Regions from separate parts of the Capsicum annuum genome. Here region 1 is linked to region 2. Evidence: chromatin contacts called from public Hi-C data. All regions are on one chromosome and are shown on one strand. The core of a region is the stretch at or near the end of the contact, and the rest is flanking DNA. Distances in the headings are between cores, read along the strand shown. Region 1 holds the start of LOC107856973 (transcription factor TCP2). Region 2 overlaps LOC107856986 (transcription factor TCP2).

Evidence for each region. A called contact is a pair of places that touch in the nucleus more often than the background predicts.
Region 1: a contact with region 2 is called in a Hi-C map of leaf, with 1.9 times the contacts expected there. The contact joins the promoter of LOC107856973 here to the enhancer-like site in region 2. A contact is called at or near these places in 2 of 5 Hi-C or Micro-C datasets (leaf and placenta).

Annotation. Positions count from the first base shown.
Region 1 is chr8:68,228,421-68,231,120 of UCD10Xv1.1, forward strand. It overlaps LOC107856973 (transcription factor TCP2), which reads right to left and starts at 1,254. Exons shown (of 3, transcript XM_016701929.2): 1 at 882-1,254.
Region 2 is chr8:68,123,345-68,126,044 of UCD10Xv1.1, forward strand. The region is part of intron 1 of LOC107856986 (transcription factor TCP2); the gene reads left to right. Among protein-coding and RNA genes, the nearest start is that of LOC107856986, 5.1 kb to the left of the region's middle. Within about 2 kb of position 1,392, at least 2 of the 5 cell types and tissues checked have an H3K27ac peak or open chromatin away from gene starts, as enhancers often do. A contact at or near this core is called in leaf, where this site is marked.

The DNA.
Region 1 (2,700 bases), core at 4-2,503, 100 kb after region 2:
ATTGATTGTCAAATCATAAAGGCAAATTTGAAAAAAAATTTAATGATTCACTTGTTTTAATACACTCAACAATTCACTTATTCTGAAACGGAGCGAGTATTAGTTTTCTTCCTTTCTTTGAAGACTGACCTTCCTTTGAGCTGAAACACCTAGCTTTTCATAGGGCTTTAGATTTAAGCTTTTGGACAGATGGGTTGATGAGAAAACCGGTAGAGCTATTCCTAATCTAAGAAGAAAAAATAAGTCCTTGGAATGTATAGCCTTTTTATGTGTAATTAAAGATCTGCTGACTTTAGAAATTGCATAGTAAGTTATTTCTATGCTCAAAAAGAAAGAAGATAAACTCACCAAAAGAAATTAAATAAAGAATGACAATTTAGTTAAAAAATAAACTATTGCCGGTGGGAGTTAAGTTCATTACTATACTACATACTATATACCATTAATTAAATAGATTATTAGAGGTTCTTGTTTTTGTGTTTGTGTCTGTATACAACAACAATTTATTTATATATATTTATTTAACCATTTGTTGTTTCTTGAATAGATACAGATAAACGTACAACAAAAATGAAAATCTACAGCTGTTGGATCTGAGAGGTTTGTGCTCTTTGAAGCGTCTCTACACAGTAGATCAACTCCTGGTTTCACAAAAAAGGAAAATCAAATTATGGATAAAAATCTTTTCTTTTATCTTCAATGATTAGCTAAAACGACATTGGAGAAAAACAAATTTTCCAAGACAAAAAATACTGTGGCATCTTGAACACACTCAAGAAGTGTTTCTTTCTTAGCTATAATTCACAAAATGTAAAAAAAATTACCTTTAACAGAGCTCAAATTATAGATATAAAGCTAAGTCCAAAGTTCAAGAATTTTACCCGAATTTCCTGTAACCCTGCTTCCTTGTATCACAACTTTTAAAACTCCAAAGCAAGAAAGTAAATTGTTTTCAAAAAAGAAAGTTGTATTAAGTTCCCATGATAATTTAAACAGTACTTAAAATTTAAAAATAAAAATAAAAAAAATGAAGAGAGAGAGAGAGTAGAATAAAAGCCCTAAGGACATGAACTTTCGAGCATATATATCACAAGGCTTATCGGGTAAGTACAGAAACAGTGCCGTTTTTCTCTTTTCCACTTTTTTTTTTCTTTTTAATGTCATTGCCAAGATATTTTTCCTTTTTAGCTGCTCTCTTTATTTTTCCTTTTCCATTTTCTTTTTTAAATCAATTATGACTGATCTTTGGTTTGCAAAACAAAGTTAATATTACTGCCTTCGATTACATATATACAAAATGTGTGAACCCACATACAAAGGTTGTTGCTTGGCGGATGCATGACTGTTGAGGTCTCTTTTGCCATAGATGTGGGTTCGAACCCACCAATTACATATACTTTTATTTTTTGATTCGTTACTCTTTTACACAATTTTTTTTTTCCTTTCCGGCTTTTCTAATGTGTAGGGTCTTTCCAGCTTCCCTTAACGTTTCTTATTAACAAAAAAAAAAAAAAAACGTAAAACAAATAAATAAAGGAAAGAAAGATTAACACAAAAGAAAAAAACATAAACAAATAAATAAAGAAAAGAGAAAACATTAATTATTAAAAGAAAATCTTATACGTTTGAGTTTCTTCGCATAAACTCGAAAATCCAAAATCTCAGTTTCTTCTCCATTCTTCCTCAATTTCTCTCTTTCTCCTCTTTTTCAGGTCTTATTAGTTACTAGACACCTTATAATTTTTGTTTAGGATCTTTAAGTAGAGTTAATATGATTACATAATTTTTTAAGCCTAAAATTCCTTCAGCTTCTAGTTCTTCTTTGTCGAGCTTTCCATCACCTGTCAATCTTTCTAAAGAATTAGACACGGACAAAGTGTGCACCAATTTAGATCTTAAAGCAGACCTTTTAGAAAGAAAATCAATTTTAGAATATTCTTCAGATGTACGTGGTTGGGTAAGGAGCTATTATATACAAAAGATGCCTTGCTAGCTTGGTAAATCTAAAAATTTTGAATTTTTAGTAAAAGATTTTGGAGGAATACCACGCCACTTTAATCCTAAATATTTTTTACCTCTACATACTTAATTGTTAGAATATAACATTTAAAAGAGTCCGAAGCCAAAAGGGCTCTTTCTTTTATCAAAAATTTCGAAAGGGACACTTACTTTCGAAAAAAATCAAAACGGACAAAACGCTGCGGGCCCTGCGACTTACAAGTCGCTCGGGGCCCAGCGACTTGCAACTCCTTTTTTTTTTGTTCTCATCCTTAACATCATCATTTTTACTCCTTTCTTTTCTCTTTCATTTTGACCGAGAACAATAATACTTACCCACTCAAAGATTCCACAATACATAGACCATTCACATATACTCCAAATTCCTTTTCTTGGTGGGAGCAACAGAAAAGAATAGAGAACGTTACATCATCTTTCTTTTTCTCCAATGACCGGAAAACATAAACACAAATAATTCTTCATTTTCATCACTTCACAATTCCACTCTCAAGCACACAATGTATTTAAATAATTTAAGTTGTTAATTATTATAATTTATTATATTTTTTTATGTAATTTTTATATTAATATACGTTACTTTTCTTATCCAAATTTTTGTGGCATTGATAGTCAATTATATTTTAAAAATAATTTAAGTTTTTAATTATTGTGATTTATAATACTTTCTTCTATTATTTACTG
Region 2 (2,700 bases), core at 142-2,641:
TACATTTGACACAAATTTAATTTAAGATCACAAGATTCAAAAGTTTCTTTATTTTCTTAAACTTTGTGTCAAGTCAAAGTAGGTCATTCTTTTTCAAATAGAGGGAGTAATTGATTGCGATACAGTAATTGGTTGAATTCAAAATAAATTTAAGTGGAACATATCCAATATCATCTCACAAAGTGAGGATTACAATGAGCAGTGTACATAAACCTTATTCTTACCGCATAGATATAGAGGATTTTTCCAATAGACCTCGATGAATTCAAAATTTAGGAGAAGAAATTTATGACACACAAGCTGAATAGATATTTCTTACCAAAATTAACCCAAAAAAGAAAAAGATATTTCATACCAAAAATATTCTTGTTAGTATTTGCAATCATAAATATGACATGATATTTTATTACTATATGAATAATTTAAAAATTCGAAATAATTTTCATTCACAGAAAAGTGTTATTAACAAACCAAATGTAAAAAGTTGTCATAAGATGATGAAACAAGTAAATATTTAGACATCAACTCATCTAAAAGGGTGAAAATCATTTGGCATTCTCAACTTTATCTAAAAAAATCAAACTCGCTCTTCAACTTTGAATAATAATTATATTCCTTCTTTATCCTAATTAAATTTTTAAAATGTCTATTATCTCCTTTATCATCAACTTTTTTTTACTATTTCTAAAATCATCATATTTTTATTTTTTTAAAGTTCATATAAAGCATTTTCATAAAAACACAAACATTATCTTCTGGCTGAAAAAAGTGAAAAGTACTAATTAAGTATATAAACTAATGATGATCTTTAATGAAGTAAATTAGCATAATAAAAAAATTAATATTATTAATAATAATCAAAACTCTGATATTTATTTTACAAGTGAAAATAATAAGTAATATTAACTTTATAAACATATTTCAATGCAGAAAATATAAAATAATGAATAAAAATAAGGCCGAATTTTAAAGATTATATTTATTTAGATAAATTATAATTTATGTAATACTCTATTCATGACAATCACAACTTATTTATCTATAATATCGTTTCTTATCATTTGACTCTCATACTAAATTTTTTTTTTTTTAATTTACTTATTCAATTTATAAAATCAAGAAAACTGTATTATGTATTTTTTACTCTTACTATTAAGTAACTGTATTATATGTATAAACAAATTTAAAGTTTTAAAGTTTCATTAATAAGATCAATTCAATAAAATGCACTTCTACGTAAAATTTTCTTAAGAGTTGTATCATGTCAACAAAAATAATATAAAATAAATGTAGCAAAAAAATGATGAAATACAAATACGCACATATGTGTACATACATATACACAAAGTTGGAATCTAATGGGCCGTTTTTCTGAGACAAAATATCAAATGGGACACTTGTTATTGAAAGATTCCAAATGGAACAAAATGTTGACTCAAGCGACTTGCGAGTCCGCTGGCTTGCAGGCGACTTCCAAATTCATTTTTCACCACTTTCAAAATATAAAGGAAAAAAGATATGGGCTGATCTTTAAAAAAAAAAAGGCTTATAATTAAAAAGATAGATAACTTGGTCCAATTTTATTTTTCTTTTTAGCCATTTGGTCCAATTGGGCACATGCAATCTTTATATTGAATTGATACACTTTTATATCACATTAATACATTTTTATATTATATTGATACACTTTTTAAAAATAAAGAAAGAAAATTTTATGCAAGTACATGCAGTTCCTATACCCAATTGATACTCTTTTATGTCATATTGATACACTTTTATACTACATTGATATACTTTGATACCGCATTGATACACTTTTATGATAGATTGATACACTGTTATACCACATTGACACAATATATATACGACATAAATACACCTTTTACAGAGAAAATTTGTGCAAGCATATATAGTAATTCGTTATTCGCAAATTTGTTAACTTCACTTAAAATTTTGTGAAAATTTGTGCAAACATATGTAAAATTTATTAAACCTTGTATCCATACTGTCCAAGCATTCCTTAACTTTTTTATTAAAAAGAGAGAGATAGTAGGAAAATAAAAAGTCAAAGTATCATTATAGTGTTAACTCATATGACAAGAGATAGAATAATTATGGGTGCACTTGTATTTCATGTTTTTATTTCTGTGATTGCATCTGAAAAATAAATAGGTGGACAGAGTGGACTTTTCTTAAAAAAAATAAAAGTTAACAACATTAAAAGAAAAAAAATTAGTGAAAAACAAACAAAAAAATAGGAAGAAAGAGAATGTAACCTGTAAAATAATTGATATTAAAAATTAAATAATAAATAAGAAAAAGATAAAAAAGGGATAGTAGCAGCGACAGAAAAATTTAAATGACTATTTATTGAAATTGTCAAATCAATAGCTATATCAATCAAATTATTTTAGGCGAAATAACATTTATATCTTTTCCCCAAATATAAACAAGCAAAGCCAATCACGGAAATCAAAGAAAAAGTCGGTCATTTAATTCATTAATTCACTTATGATTTGTAACCTTTGATTAAATATGACAGAACAACCATCTTAACAATTGCATGCCATATACGATTATTATTCTATGTTAAATTACGGTCATTATAAAAATTGCTAAATTTTAAATTTTAATTCGCCTCCGAATATTAATTATTTGTATTGGTAGTTGAAAAATATTTTACACTTTTAATTTCTAATG